Linked DNA regions of Sus scrofa: region 2 is linked to region 1. A link is a contact called in public HiChIP or PLAC-seq data. All regions are on one chromosome and are shown on one strand. Each heading gives the region's core, a stretch centred on a gene start, on an enhancer-like site or on the middle of the called end of the contact. The rest is flanking DNA. Distances are from core to core; before and after follow the strand shown.

Region 1 (3,587 bases), core at 128-2,627:
ACAACCCTATGAGATTGATAGATGAGGAAACTGAAGCACAAGTGACTTTTCCAAGTGGCAGAGCCAGGATTCAACTTGGGGCAGAAGGGATCCAAAGTCAATGGTGCTTGACCACTGAAAATATTACTTTGGGTCCCAATGAATTCACCATCTGAAATATCATCCCTTCTCCATTGTCTATTTGAATTTTAATACTCATCCTTCAAGATGTAGCTTAAGTAACATTTCTTGTATGAAGTCATTCCTTAGCTTTTCCATCCCATACTTTTCTCTTGCTCTGGCACTACATCAGATATTTAAATGACCAGTGTATGTCATCTTCCCAATCAGACAGTGACCACTTCCTATACTATTCACATCCCCCAGAGCTCCTCTCATAGCACAGTCCAAATGGCAAGTGCTCAATACTTGTTAACCAAACATGTAACTCAAAGCTTTGAAAAAGACATATTTTGCATACAGCCCAAAGTTTATTTCCAATTTAGCTTACATGTGGTAGAGTCAAAACACCTATCTGCACTCAGCCTCTCACCCTACTCCTCCAACTCTTTTAAAAAATCTGCTTAGGATTTCTCTCATATAAAGTCGGTGAAGCACAAACTCTTTTTGCCGGCATCCTGCTCTCAAGCACCGAAGCCGTAACAGCCGACTACCGCAGCACCCGGTACAGCATCTAGGACACAGAACCGCACAGTATAAAAGTGGTATGGGAAAGAGTGAGCGGAATGTCTACTGGTCCAGGAAACAGGCGCTTGGTAGGAAAGCGCCAGCAATTTGTAAAAGACGGAAGTCCGCTCCGAATCTGGGAAGCCAGGTTCCCCGGCAGGCCCTGTGGAAAGACTGGAAGTGGACTTCAGCAAGAGAATCCGGAAGGCTTATTACCTAGTAATTAGGAACCTAAAACAGAAGACTAAACCGCGGCGCTGAGGCCACGCTTTGTGAGGTACTGTTACCGCAGCAGTACTGGCCACAACCAGGCAGAGCGGCCCCATCAGCCGCTCCTCGGGCAGCTTTCCAAAAGCGCTTACCCACACGTGTTGCCACCAACCTGCGGAAAATAGCTAGCAACTCCGGCTGGGGTCTTTGCAAGTGTGAGGGCAGCTAGGCACATGCGCACAGCTTCTCGCCGTGCGGGCCAATCGCAATGCGGCGCTGAGCATCGCGCCTGCGCAGTAGGCCTCCAGGCGCTCTTCCCCTTCCCTGCCGGAGCTGGCCGGCTTAGCTGTCCAATGCCCACCCGGAGCTGGGAGGAGGAGCCTGCGTAGAGTGCGTGTGAAGGGAGCAAGGGGAACGGCCCGGGGCCCTTGGTGTTTGACCCGTCCGTCGGTGCGTAAGAAGAAAGGAAAGGAGGCGGCGGTCCAGAGTAGCGGTTGCCGAAATGTTCCGGTGTGGAGGCTTGGCGGCGGGTGCTTTGAAGCAGAAGCTGGCGCCCTTGGTGCGGACGGTGTGCGTCCGAGGCCCGAGGCAGAGGAACCGGCTCCCAGGTGATTGACCCATCCCGGTAACCCCCACCTCGAAGTCCAAAGGCCTGGGCTCCAAAGGCTCTCTTTGCCTCTCAGTCCTAAGCCCACCCCACCCCCACCCCAGGGGAAAAACTAAACACACTCACAGTCGCTAAATTCCGAGGTGGAGAGATCTAAACTGTGAGTTTCGCAAATCGTGCTGACCTGACCTTCAGGGGATTTGAGCCCAGTAGTCGGCTTGAGGCCTTTTCCTGGGAGGCTTTGCTGTTCGGGGATAACAGACCAGCTGGCTGTCTCCTATTGTCCGATGCCACCTCGCAGCCACCCCCAGTTGGCCTTTTTAGAGCCGTGAGGTCAAGTCGACTTTGTCGTTTGTCGGTTGTGAGGCCCTAAGCAGGACGTTTAAGCTCGACACCTCAGGTCCTTTTGTAAATGAGTATATTGCCTGCCTACCTTCCAAACCCCACCTGTGATTCATAGATTTGAGCGCCCTGAGAAGCAGAAACAGTGCAATGAAAGTAAAGAGTCAGTCGGCTATGCGCCAGACACCAGGAAGAGTTGGCCCAGAATTCATTTGACATGTCTGGTCAGTGGAATTCTTGCTGGTCTCTAATGCTTCTAAGAAACAGTTTGCAGAACGCATTGCATTTGCCCTCCATGAAGTTGTTTCATCAAATGTTAGAGCTGGAAGGGATTTCGTGGTAAAGTTCAACCCATTCATTTTATAGATAATAAACCGAGGCAAAGACAGGTGAAATTACATGCCCAAGGTCACAAACCTAATTAATAGGCAGAGCAAAGTATAGTTTTCCAGTCTTTATTTCCCTAATCCCCTCGCCCTAACTCCACATTGCTTTCTAAAATTTGACCTCAGAAGGTTAAGAATGAATGCGGTTCCCCTTCAGCCGGTTGTGCATCAGATACCCTTGAATGTATCCAAGCTTATCTCGAGCCTGCTAATCTTCAACCTGCACAACTTCAGAGGGGTAAAGAATCATCTACCTGTAGGAGGTGCTGTTTTGTGGGTTTTTTAGTCAATAATCTTTGAATGGCCACCTGAAGATATTCATATTTGCAATGTGAGAAATGATCCTTGAGGCCTTTTCTTTCTTTTTTCTCTTTTACTTTCTTTTTTTTTTAAGGGCTGCACCCAAGGCATATGGAAGTTCCCAGGCTAGGGGTATTCGAAAGTTGCCCAGAAATTTACACAGAAACTTAAGTAAGCTGAAGATTTTCATCTACACACACTGGCCTTTCAAACTTTATGTACTTATTTTGCCTAAATTGTTTTGTGGGAAAACTAAGAATTATTGGCAATAGAGATCCTGAGGAGGAGTTCCTGCAGTGGTGCAGTGAGTTCGGAATCCAACTGCAGTGGCTCAGGTCCCTGCAGAAGCTCAGGTTTGACCCCCACCCCCCGCCCACTGAGTGGGTTAAAAGATTCCCTGTTGCCCTGCAGGCGTAGCTCGAAGCTAAGGCTTGGACTCAGTCCCTGGCCTGGGAACTTCCTTAGGCCACCTATGCTGCCAATAAAAAAAAAAAAAAAAAAAAAAGGAGTGAGAAAAAGAATGTATATATTTATGTATGACTGGGTCACCTTGCTGTACAGTAGAAAATTGACAGAACATTGTAAACCAGCTATGATGGAAAAAATAAAAACCATTAAAAAACAAAAGGAAAAGAAACAACTCACAATTTTTGCCAGCATTATGAAATCTGACCAAAAACGTTCTCATCAACTAAGTATGGATTTACAAAGGTAAATTGGTTTATTAGACATTTGAAGGTGGTTAGTAGTATTAGAACTGAAGAATACAGAAAATGTTCTTTTCCATTGCATGACTTTGTTTGAAAGCAGTCTGCTGTAGAGTATATTCCGACTTCTTGACATATCCATCCATCTCCTTGTGTATACTTATTCTTTGTCTTTTGGCCAAGCACCGGAGTGTAACGTTCCCTTTAGCAATGGGAGGAGATGAGGTCACAATTTCAAAAAGAAATGATTGTCATTTTAGGGATTAACCTTGTCTTGTGGCTCGATTTACTAATTGCTTTTAATCTGATTTCTTTTGCACACAGTAGCATTTACCATGTTTTTGCATAGATCAAGAAGAAGCATTTTTT
Region 2 (3,595 bases), core at 90-2,589, 660 kb before region 1:
ATAGCCTCTCTCCCTTCTTAGATTGTGAGCTACTTGAGAGGAAGGATTACTTTCCAATTCTGTAGCAATTGTGCCTAACCCAGTGCCTTGCACAAAGCAGATTGCTGAATAAATTATTGAATCCATCTTATTCCTGTAATGTCACTTTTTAAAATTTTAGGCAATTACCTTACCAAAATGCAATTCCTCTTTCTTTCCCTTCATTCCATTTGTGAGTCAAAAAGTTGTCCTTATCAGTAAAACTGTAGTAACCCAACTGTAACGATCCATTCAGCTATAAGGATTCATCTCTAACAAAGAAAAGAAAAGTCAAAAGTTAGGAGTAAAATTTGCCCTAATAAACAACTATTTTCTTCAAATTTTTAATCACTTGAAAGTGTTCAGGTGTCCTCACATATTGCTCTATCCACCTCTTTAAACATATCTTTTTAATTAAAAAGATAGTTTATTAAAGAAATATAGTTATTTCTTATTATTCAAGTTGTCTATCTTTTCTAAACTGTTGTATTACACCAATGATTGTGCTCACTGTTCTTCACAGTAACAAAGTGGGTTCATTATGGGTTAAAGAGGTTTCTTCTGGGCTGACTTCAATCGCATTTCTATGCCTGTTGTGGGACCATTTCGAAGTTAAAAAGATGGTTCCTAGTTATAAAGTATACATTTTCCAGAAACTTTAAAGTGGTTCTAATGCAGATGGTTCACACAGAATATACCTCGACAATTTTAAAGTACCAGTTAAAATTCTAAGCTTATCAGGGCATAAATAACATTTTTTAAAAAGCTACTGAATCAAAACCCAACGAGAATTTCAAATCACGATATAAAGTGTTCCCCTCCAGCTTAACCAACAGTACAATCAATCTAGAACTTCCATCTGATCCCACAAGCACAACCCATACCCCAGGTAGGGAGAGTCTGTAAAACTGCATAATCCAAACTACAACATCCAGAATACCCTCCTCAAGCCGAAACTCTGGGGACAATAAGAACGGGGAAAAGGCGGCTGGCGGGGCGTGGTGGAGAAGCTTCGGGGGCCGGAAGGAGGGGAGAAGAGAAGGAATTGTGGGTATATAAAAAGAAATGTCTCGACTCCATCTCCCATAATCCTCCGTCTTGACTTGCGTCTCTCCGCCAATGTCAATATTGGATTCCGCCCTCCGTCCCCGCCCCGCAGGAAGAACAGCTTCTAGCGACCGCAAACTACATTTCCCATGAGGACAAGGGCTCGGGCCTCCGGCTTCCCTGGAAACAAGTAGCCAATAGGAGACGCCGCAGCGGTTGCGGCGTCGGTGAGAGTCGAGCCTGGGCCTGGGCGCCGGGCCCAAGCCGGCAGCGCCAGGTGGGAGTTCAGAAGACGGGCGCCCGGCGTGGGGCGCCGCGAGGGCACCGCCCGCCCGGAAGCTGCTGCACCGGTCCGATTTTCCGCGGTTCTATAAGGAGTAGCGCTTCAGTAGCCGGGGACCTGGAGGTCAGAGAGGCAGAAAGCCTGAGCGGCTGAGGCTGGGGACTGTGGGACTGTGGGACTGTGGGGGCCTAGGGAGGAGGGAGCTTCCGGGGCCGCAGGCCTCAGCTCTGACTCCGCCCAGCTCCGCCTCCACGGGGGAGGGGGTGTCGGGCCGGTAGTTCCTTTGGGGGCCTGGGAATGCCTTGCCAGTCCCGGGCATGACTTTATGTCAAGTTTTCACTTTCTGCCTCTTTGATAATGAGGTCAAGATCGTTGCCATCTCTTTATCGGCCCCTGCAGCCACTTCCCCTTCCCTGACCAAGTCTTTGGAGCGGAAAGGGTTTCCCCTCAATTTCCAGAAGGGATGGGGAGCAGAGGAGGGAAGACATCTCACTTTTGAGAAATATGTGTTTAAGGTTCAGTGCAGTGTTCTGGTGAGAATAAAAAGCAAGTTAGACCTTTTTTAAAAACCAAGCGCTTTAGGGCTTTCCAGCAAGCATTCATGTTGACAAACATTTAGGGGGCACACCAACTACAGAATAAAGTAGACTGTGCAAAACGAGACTGTATTTTGTTATTACAAACGCGTGTAAAAAGTGCCGAGGGGTTAGTGGAAGGGGATACTGATGGGGTTGGTGGTTGATCAATGGAAGGTCAAGCCTAATCCTGGAAGTGCTGAAGGCTTGAAACTCTCATCTAGTTTCCAGACCTATCCTGATAGGCTTTGGGAAGAAGTTGTATTTTAATTTGGGCTCCAAAGGAGTAAAGAGGATTTAAAATGGGCAAAGGCGGCAGGCAGGCGGGAGTGGGGGGGGGGGCGGGGGAGGAGAAACTGCTTCCTAATATCGGGGTTGAAATTGGAGAAGGGTCTATAGAAGAGGAAGCACTTGTATAATAGGTGGGCTTCCCTGACTAGAGTAAAACGTGTCAGCAGGGATAGATTGGGAAAGAAATCGTGTTGACAAGCTTGGGGTCATAGTAATAGGACACTTTAAGGCATCCACATAGTTTGGATAGTATTCTGTATCAAATTAAAAGCAAAAAATTAAGATTAGGTGATTTTTGTTTTTTCATCCTAGGGGAACCTGATTTGAGATCAATTCTTGGAGAACACAAAGGAGTATGGTGGTATGTTCCAGGTGTGAGTTTAATTTAAACCCAAGAAGGGCTTTGTTTTATAGACTGTTTTGTTTGTGGCTATTCTTAGCTACACTCTAGAGTGGTCATTTTTAAAGCCTAGTGATATAGATTTATTTTCTTAAAAAATGCATTTGCTGCCTAGTGCATCATATTACCTGAATTGTAGTCATTTCATTGGGCAACCATAATGTTGCTATTTCTTGAGCCCACAGAGTGTTCTAGGTGCTGTCTAACAAGCACTTTGTTGCATTATCTTAAGAGTCTTATGAAGTAGGTTCTATTTTTCCCATTTTTCTAGAAGAGGAAACTAAAATGTCAGCAAGTTTAACAACCTACCTAAAGTCACATAGATTGTAAGGAGTTGAGTTGGGATTTGAGTGTATGAATTTCTGACTCCAGAGCCTACGTTCTTTCCATCAGGGTTTTCTGGTGCTGCTCTTCACTTTGGTTCTTGACATTCCAGTTGTGGTAAGGACAGATTATTGTGAGGTGTGCTCGATCACCTTAGCAAAAACCCAAATGATTCACTTTTTAGTTTCTATGTCAGTATGTGTCTGTTGTAAAGTAGCTGCCAAAACCAAATTAGCTTAACTGTTATTGCAGCCGTAGCCGATAGTGTCTGCCAAAACTATCGTCAGTGTTCCTGACTCTGAATCAGGTGATTCTCCATACAAAACATGCCATACCTCTAAGCTATTTGCCCCTGGACAGTACTTTGGATTTGATTTTTTTTTTTTTTGGCCTTTATTTTAAGTGACCTTCTGGGGCACTTGGTCTCCTCCATGACCTTTGCCCTGCATAGAGTGTTTGGGGATGCAGCAGAGTTCCGAGGTGTGAGCTCTCCCTCGGTTTAGTTGGGGAGAGAGATGCAAAGCGCTATGGGAGGATGAAGGAAGGGGTGGCTAACTGTAAGGGAGAGTCAGGAAGAAGGCTTCTGGGAGGAGGTGACAGGACACATAAGTCTCGAAGGATAATGAGTTTGCCAGGCAGAGAGCAGTGGAGGGGAGG

Evidence for each region. HiChIP or PLAC-seq counts read pairs in DNA pulled down with a chosen protein or histone mark.
Region 2: a contact with region 1 is called in an H3K27ac HiChIP or PLAC-seq map of skeletal muscle, with 4 times the contacts expected there. The contact joins the promoter of ENOX2 here to the promoter of AIFM1 in region 1. A contact is called at or near these places in 1 of 5 promoter capture datasets (liver) and 1 of 2 datasets of contacts at active chromatin or transcription factors (skeletal muscle).

Annotation. Positions count from the first base shown.
Region 1 is chrX:106,705,913-106,709,499 of Sscrofa11.1, reverse strand. It overlaps AIFM1 (apoptosis inducing factor mitochondria associated 1), which reads left to right and starts at 1,377. Exons shown (of 16, transcript NM_001297632.1): 1 at 1,377-1,484. The coding sequence starts at 1,379. It also overlaps a transcript of RAB33A not described here.
Region 2 is chrX:107,366,188-107,369,782 of Sscrofa11.1, reverse strand. ENOX2 (ecto-NOX disulfide-thiol exchanger 2) reads left to right here and starts at 1,339. Exons shown (of 15, transcript XM_021080170.1): 1 at 1,339-1,415; 2 at 2,527-2,586. It overlaps ARHGAP36 (rho GTPase-activating protein 36), which reads right to left and starts at 1,231. Exons shown (of 13, transcript XM_021080173.1): 1 at 959-1,231; 2 at 174-290. The coding sequence starts at 204.